2 separate regions of the Oryctolagus cuniculus genome follow, and region 2 is linked to region 1. The links are chromatin contacts, called in public Hi-C maps. All regions are on one chromosome and are shown on one strand. The core of a region is the stretch at or near the end of the contact, and the rest is flanking DNA. Distances in the headings are between cores, read along the strand shown. Region 1 holds the start of NCEH1 (neutral cholesterol ester hydrolase 1). Region 2 overlaps NCEH1 (neutral cholesterol ester hydrolase 1).

Evidence for each region. A called contact is a pair of places that touch in the nucleus more often than the background predicts.
Region 2: a Hi-C map of skin fibroblasts shows a contact between it and region 1, with 5 times the contacts expected there. The contact joins the enhancer-like site here to the promoter of NCEH1 in region 1. A contact is called at or near these places in 5 of 6 Hi-C or Micro-C datasets (ear pinna, embryonic fibroblasts, psoas muscle and 2 more).

Annotation. Positions count from the first base shown.
Region 1 is chr4:107,525,793-107,529,897 of mOryCun1.1, reverse strand. It overlaps NCEH1 (neutral cholesterol ester hydrolase 1), which reads right to left and starts at 2,280. Exons shown (of 5, transcript XM_008266500.4): 1 at 1,566-2,280. The coding sequence starts at 1,703.
Region 2 is chr4:107,592,338-107,596,442 of mOryCun1.1, reverse strand. It overlaps NCEH1 (neutral cholesterol ester hydrolase 1), which reads right to left. Exons shown (of 5, transcript XM_008266500.4): 4 at 1,405-1,576. Among named protein-coding and RNA genes, the nearest start is that of NCEH1, 67 kb to the right of the region's middle. Within about 2 kb of position 2,187, at least 1 of the 8 cell types and tissues checked has an H3K27ac peak or open chromatin away from gene starts, as enhancers often do.

The DNA.
Region 1 (4,105 bases), core at 1,031-3,530:
AGCGGCCTGATAAGTTTTTCTTGCTTTCTTTAGTTTCAAGTTAACTAGAATTATTCAAAAAATTCCTGGAAAATGAATACCATGGGGAAAAAAGCCATGCATGGATATCAATTTTTGCATCAAAATGAACTCTTAATTCTATTTTTCCACAAACTCTTTGAAGTGCCCTCATACTGTAGACAGCCCTCCCACCCAACTGCTCAAATACTGTTCTCCAGAATCTTTGCAGAGTGATCCTTCCAAATTACATAACCGCCTGGGGGAGGGGGGCACAGAATCGGAAGGCGGGACTTCCTGTGGAAGGGCTGATCATTGCCCCACCATTGTAGTTAACATCACAGTAAGCAGGAGGGAAGATGGGGGTCTCCAGCTTCAAGACTTGTCCTCAGGGACAAAAGCAACCTTGGAGGTGGAGAAAGAAGCTGGGTTCAGGAAAAGCAAATCCAAACTGTAAACACGCTACAGTGTCCCAGGAGGGGTGTGTGTGAACGTAAGCCCCTACACCATGTAATCCTACACATAATCAAGGAGGACAGGGACAAGGAATAGAAACCCTCTAAGAAAATCACGGTTTTTCTCCCTCTTTCTCCAGCTGTCATTCCTGAAGGAAAGACTTTACAAAGGTTGGGGGAAGGAGGAGAAAGGCTGGTTTTGGAGGTGGGTTATTGAGGTTAGAGCAGGCCGCTTAGAAATGCTGTCCAATGGGACGGCTCAGCCCTGGCTGCAGACTGTAATTTACATTTTAGATTCTCTGACACTAAAAATAGTGCCTCTTGCAGTGGAACAAGCCTGAAACAGATTTTCCTGTCCCAGGGGTGGGGAGAACCGCACACCCGTGTTACAATAGGGAGAAATGGGATCCTTCCAGGCTAAGGTTCAGGAAAAGGTTATCTCCTTGACAGTCAAGGACGTAAAGAGAGGCCGGGCAAACAGAAAACACACATCCAGCAAAGCCGAGCCGCCGCCGCACCTTAACCGCCACCCCAGCCTCCCGGCCTCCTGCCTGGAGCTGCGCCGGAGACGAACTGGGAGATCCGTGCGGCCCCTTCAGCGCCCCGAGGGCCCTGCCTGCTGCCCTCGGGAAGGAGCGCCGCGAGCCCAGGGCCGTGGGGGCCGGCCCGCCCGCGCCCGTGGCTTCTAAGTGGCTGCCTTCCCCGGAATCAGAACCTTATGCATTTAACTCACTCTCTGCCGGCCCCTACCGGAGAACGAACACGGGGGAGGGGAGACTTGGAAAAGGCTCAAAGATGGATTCGCTTTTCGATGTTGCAAGCCGAGAGAGAGGGGGCTAGTTATGGCAGGAGAAAGATTAACCCCGTTGCCAAATTCTATCCTAGGACTTCACTTCCCCGGGCACAGTCGTAGGCGAGACACGGACCTAGCCCGCTGCCAGAGAGGGGGCGACTGCGACCTCCCGTACAAGCCTGGCAGAAGCATCTGAGCGTGCGACCGCCCCGCCGCGTTCGGGAGACCTTGCGTTCCCGCGGATCGAGGTCGGAACGCTGCTCCCTTCGGGAGACCGCGCGAGAGGACCCGGAGCGAAGCAGCGCGCCGCTGCGCCTCACCACTTGCTGTGCGCCCCGGAAAGTCGCGTCCAGCAGCATCAGCTTCCAGGGGTCGGACACGGCGCCGGGCAGCGGGATGTAGACGTAGTAGGCGGCCAGCGCCACCAGGGCGGCGAGCAGCACGCAGGACGACCTCATCCTCCCCCGGCTCCGCAGGCCCGCCGGTGCACCCAGGGGGAAGGGGCGACGCCACCCAGAGACCTCCGGCAAGTTTCTGCCAGAGGCAGCGGCTCCTTGGCTTGTTTCTTATACGCCCAGTAGCCAATCGCGGGTGGCGTCGGGAGGAAGTCGGAGCGCTGACGTGCCCCTCGCGTGTGTCCTTGCCAAGTGTTCCAGGCACCCCAGGTTGGAGCAGGCGCTGGCGCGGCGCGGCGCGTGGCGCAGCGGGCCCTGCAGGACAGCGGCTTGCATTGCATGCCTGTGGCCAGCGGCTTCTTCCCGGAGGTTCTCCAACCCCCAGACCCGAAATTGTTCCAGTGGGTTGAGTCTCCGTGCAAGGCACGGGGGTTCTTTCACTCAAAGTGGAGATGGTATTAAGATAGGCATTAAGTCTTCCAGAGCCAGACTTGCCAGGTAGTATAATATCCAGCTGAGAAGTTGAAAGAAGGGAAAATCCCTGTAGCTCCAACAACGACTCTCATGCGGTACACTTAGCACCCAAGTCTTGGTTTCCAAATCCCTTTCCCTCCTCGTAGCAGGAAACCAGCCCTTTGGCACAGCTCCCTGGAGGAAAGGCGGATTCTAAGGCGGGGGCACGTGGCTTTACAAGATAAGCCCGGCCTGCCGGAAGATAAGGAAGTACTCAAAACATCATGGAACAGGTGGCAGCTTGAAAGAGCTCCTGGTGGCTAAAACTGGCATAATTTTAGCATCAAAACAAACTATCATAATAGGCTACAAACCATTGAAAGTCCAGGAATCTGTACTAAGATAAATGAACAAACAAATAGGGAAAGAGGGAAGGCTTTTCTTACAATGGAATGTCAACTATTAACCACAGAAAATCGTAAATAAATGCTAAAACGAGTGGGTAAAAGCTTGACAAGGGATTTTCATTCCTCATCAAATGACCTCTAATTATTGTTACAAAGTGAAAAAAAAAAAACTTACTTTACAGTGGTAAGACTTGGTGGACGCTAGCTGAATGAAACCTCTTCCAGTGGGCCAATGGTAGCGGAAAGGGCATTCAAAACAGGATTCTTGTTAAAGACTGGGGAGAGAGGAGTATGGGCTGAGGGAGAGGAAAGTTCCCTAGCAGAATTACAACCAGAAATCAGAAAGAAAACATTTGGGATAACTGCTTCATGGAAATAGGTAAGGTCTTAAAACACCTGGCATATGTAAAAATGCATCTTAATATAGTAATTAGAATTTAAAAGACTTTTGAAAGGTTATTTATTTATTTGAAATGCAGAGCCAACAGAGAGAGGCGAGTAGAGAGAGTGAAGATGAGTGAACAAAAGAGAGCAGTCAGTAAAATGCCCTGGTCCTGCTCCTAAGCCCATATGGTATGGTTTGAGTTAAGCAATTGATTTTTCTTTTACATGATTGCTTCAATTTTTATTAATATCTCTTAAGTATATGACACAACAAAACCACTACTTAGCAAAATATTTATTTATTTATTTATTCTTAAAAAAAAAAAAAAAAGGCACCCAGGGCAGTGGTTTGATGCAGTTGAGATACTGCTTGTGACTCCTACATTAATAAAAAAGTGCGTGGGTTCAAGTGCTGCCTCCTCTCCTGATTCCAACTTCCTGCTGAGGCATACCCTGGGAGGCAGTAGATAATGGCTCAAGTAGCTGAGTCATTACCAAAAAGATTGAGTTCTAGGCTCCTGACTCAGGCCTAGCCCAGCCCTAGCTGTTTTGGGCATTTGGGACGTGAATCTGTGACCAGGAAACATCTCTTTCTCTGTCTCTCTCTCCCTCCTTCCTTCCCTCCTTGTTTCTTTGCCTTTCAAATAAGTAAAATTTCTTTAAAATTTAAATTCAAATTTACCCCAAATATCATATACTGTACCACGTGACGTGACTTCCCCATCTAAGACAAAAAGAATTTTCGTCCAACATCTACTGAGTCCTGCTGCCTGTAAGGTACTGTGGTAGGCCCCGTTATGATGAAGGTATAGCTTCTTTACCTGCCAAAAGTGTCCACTTTTTTTGGACAGAAAAGGGTTATTTCAAATATGTACAAAGTTCGGAGGTGTGGTGCAGAGGAGGTCAGGGCTAGTTTTGTTCTGGGAGAGTGAGAATAAGAAGATTCACAATGAAAGTGGTGACTGAGCAGGCTCTGCAGGCTGAAGAGGAGCATGCAGGCAGACCCTGGTAAGACCATCGCAAGCCCACAGAAGAGCCTGGACAACAGCTCCGGAGTGCGGTGCAAGCAGAGCGGTAGATCAGTAGTCCCACATTTCTGGAGCATCAGCTGCCAGGAGTAGAGAGTGATGAGATTTTAACCTGAAGGCTTGGGCAGAGATCACATGAAGCAGGGCCTTGCATCATGCCAAAGAAGTTGAACATTATCCCGCAGGCAGTCTG
Region 2 (4,105 bases), core at 938-3,437, 67 kb before region 1:
GGCTCCCTATGCCTCTCCATAGGGTGACTCCACTGCCCCATTTTTAACCCCAGTGTTGAAAAGCACCTATTTGTCACGAACATCTAAAAGGAAGCTACCTAGGTCACAGGGCTTCTGGAGCAACGAGGTGATCGAGGTGATCGCCAAGGTGGCTTCAGCCCAGCGGGTGGGCTTCACACCTGGACTTCAGAGCCCATCATCCCCCGGTAGGATGCTAAAGCGCTTTGTAAAAGCCAGAGGAAACGGTCACTAGATGGCAATGGCAACACGCGCCAAGGATTGCACGCGGCCTCTCACCGAGTCCTCCCGGCAGCCCTGCAATCAGCTCAAGTCCTCCTTCTCCCCCAGCTCACGGTGGTCACGGACTTGCCCGTGCCGCCCTGTGGAGTGGATCTCAGTTCTGCCTGGCTTCAGAGCCCATGTGACTCTCCTCCACTGCACAGCCTTCCTTCTGACCACATCTGGACGCACGGATAGCAAGTGCTGATGCCACGCAGAATCAAGTTCTTGCTATTCATTAATCATTAGGAATCGGGCAAAGCAGAGCCCACACGAACAAAACAGCCGGTGCTACTCCAGGAGACCGAGAGAAGTCTGGAGGCACGAAGCCAGAGAGAGGGGCCGTGCTTGTGTTACTCAAGCCCCAGGAAGAAGCAGGTGCTGGTCTCCTCGCCCAGCTCACACAGCTGCTACAGCCGACACGGTAAAGCTGGGCTCAGCTTGTAGCATAGCACTCAAAATGGCATAACCACTTACTGTGTTTCTTTTATATTAAAGAGAAACTCTGGGTGTGTGTGTGGAGCGAGGCCTGCGCTGTGGCTTATGGGATAAAGCTGCCACCTGTGGTGCCGGCATCCCATATGGGTGCCAGTTCAAGTCCCAGCTGCTCCACTTCTGATCCAGCTCTTTGCTAATGGCCTGAGAAAGCAGTGGAGGAGGGTCCAAGTGCTTGGGCCCCTGCTACCTACATGGGAGACCCGGAAGAAGCTCCTGGCTCCTGGCTTGGGCCTGGCCCAGCCCTGGCTGTTGAGGCCATCTGGGGAGTGAAAAGCAGATGGAAGACCTCTCTCTCTCTCCCCCTCTCCCTCTGTAACTCTTTCAAATAAAACAAACAAACAAACAAACAAACAAAAAAACCAGAGAGAGACTGTGGGAAACCCTTTTTGATTTTTAAATGTGGTGTAGTGCTCCCTGGAAAGCACCTCGGAATGGAAGCAAACATGGGAAGGGAGCCAGGGACACTGAATTTCCCTAACACCCACTGCAGTCAGGGTCTTCATAAGGACTCCAGGACGACACTTCCTGCACTGACCTGTCTTCCTGCTTCAAAGCCTTTGCCTCCCCTGATGGACAATGTGCTGCTCCCCTCCCCCTCACCGGCACACCTCAGGGCAGGGGAGTTACCTGCTGTCCCAGGGCAGCTGCCAAATTCCCACCCGCGCTGTCACCAGAAATGCCGATTCTGCCTGGGTCAACCTTGTACTTCTGTAAGACTTCTGGCCGCAGGAAATACTTTGTGGCCCGGGCGATGTCATGGATCTGCTCAGGAAAATACACCTGCGGAACTAGCCTGTATCTGTGAAGACAGAAGTTGTGGGCATGTGAGGATCTTACAAGTTTGTGTCGGCAGCTTGAAGTTCAAGAGGAAACAAGTTCTTTTACAGGAAGAAATAAACAGAAAAGGAATTAAACGACATCTAAAGCCATCAATCCTCTTGCAAATCAAATGACTTTTGTATTAGTGACCATTCCTTTTGTTTTTTGTTTTTTGCTGTAAGGACACCAAACCAAGTAAGTCAGATTCATCACCACCAGCAACCCAACTCCAAACAAAACAACAACAAAAACATGATCAGACTTCAAAGGCAAAAGCAGATGTTCGTGACTGGGACATGGAGAGAGCTATTACAGACTTCAGGGTTCTGTCTCTGGAAGTTCAGTGGTCCGCTCGCTGGCCTTGACCTCTGGCCCGCTGGTGACTCAGCAGCACTGACCACTTCATTGGCATCACGCTGAGTGAGTCCAGCTGGCGTTCTTCATCATTCATTTGATAAACAGAGTAAAACTGCTCCCCACTGGTGCTGGTCCAGGCCCAGACTGGGACTAAAGAGCCAGCTGTTAACTGGCAAAGGGAAAGCCTAGTTTGCCAGCTGGCCCAGTTCAGTCCATAGCCAGCTTCTGGCACTTAGCTTATTGCCCCACTTTGCAAGGTCAGGGCCCTCAGGGATCCCATTCTGTACAACTTGTAGAGTTCATATTCCCTTAAGAGTCCCCATAACTGTTTCTGACAAATGTCCTGCCCACCCTGTTCCCTGATACACTGGCACCTCCACTTGGAAGGCCCCCTTAGTCTCCACTCTCCTCCCTTGCTCAGCAATTCTGACTACTCATTTAATCCTTAACCAGAGGTGTGGCCTCCTCCAGGCAGCCTTACTTGACTCCACTGGTTTCTAGCTAAGCTGGCTCCTGAAGGAAGGCCATGATAGTCCCATGTGTTGGGGTACCCTGCTGCGAAGGCACCCTGTTCTCTGATATCAGGGACTGCACTGTGTTCATCATGTGCTTCCAGTGCCCACAGTCACCCACCCAGTAAAGCGTCTCTGGGCGTCAGCACACCTCATTCTGCAAAGGAAGAAACTGAAGGCCGGCGCCGTGGCTCACTAGGCTAATCCTCCACCTAGCGGCGCCGGCACAACCGGGTTCTAGTCCCGGTTGGGGCGCCGGATTCTGTCCCGGTTGCCCCTCTTCCAGGCCAGCTCTCTGCTGTGGCCAGGGAGTACAGTGGAGGATGGCCCAGGTGCTTGGGCCCTGCACCCCATGGGAGACCAGGAAAAGCACCTGGCTCCTGGCTCCTGCCATCGGATCAGCGCGGTGCGCCGGCCGCAGCGCGCCAGCCGCGGCGGCCATTGGAGGGTGAGCCAACGGCAAAGGAAGACCTTTCTCTCTGTCTCTCTCTCTCGCTATCCACTCTGCCTGTCAAAAAAAAAAAAAAAAAAAAAAAAAAAAAAGAAAAAAAAAAAGAAACTGAAGCAGAAAGCTGGAGTTAGGAGATGGGGTGAGGAATTGACAGGTGTTCCAAGGTGGGATATGAGCATCTTAAGTGCAAGACTATCCATGCCCATTAGACTCAGGTGCTTTAATATCCATTTTATAATTACATATTTATTTCCAGAAACTAATTTTTTCAGCTAAGCTTTATAAGGCCATTTATCTTCCCCATCTAAAATCCAGGTAGCTAATTAACCATCTTGATTTTAAATGTTGCTACAATCAAATGAACAAATATTTGTCAAATACTTTGGTAAGTAGTAAATATAGAACTAATTGCTTAGGAATTACTATATTTTGAAAATAAATGCAATAAGAAACTCCGCTAGTGCTACCTTATAGCAGATAAAATCTTCCTAATTACTTTCCATTTTCCTATAAATATTAACAATTAATCATGCAAAATATTTTCCTCCAGTTGACTTCACAGTATTAAAGCTGCTGGTATTTCATTTGCTAATTATGTACAAAAGGAGAAGTATTACATTTTTCTCCCACTAGGTGGCGCCATATCACAAGAGTCTACTTACCCCTAGTTCTTGGAGGAGGTATCAATTTTTTTAATGTCAGCATTATCAAGCTGAATTTTTCATTTTAATCAAAACAAATGAATTCATTTCACAAACAAGCTAATGGATATAAAGATCATTATATTTCAGCAATTTTCCACGTCTCACCATAAACTGTTTTCCTAGCTGTCCAGGAGATCAGAACATATGCCTAACATACATGAATTAAACGGTTTTCAGGTGCTGTTCCAGAAACAGTCTCAGGGATTTGGGATCAAAGGAAATGGGAAGTCTGAAACAGCAAGTGACTGCTTAATCTCGTCCATTAACAACTGGCTCAGAAAACAGAGAAAGCACTCCTGGAAACAAACGAGTTTGCAGCCTCTTCACAGGTGCTGGCTGTTGAGGGTCAGAAGGAGAGACCCGGGGTCAGGGCCAAGGTCAGCGCACAGGAAGACATTTGCTGTCCACTATGTGCCTCCCAGGCCACGTCTCTGCCAAGTACTCAGAGCAGGTTCTCCCTTTTTAAGAAATTTAGAGATACGTCT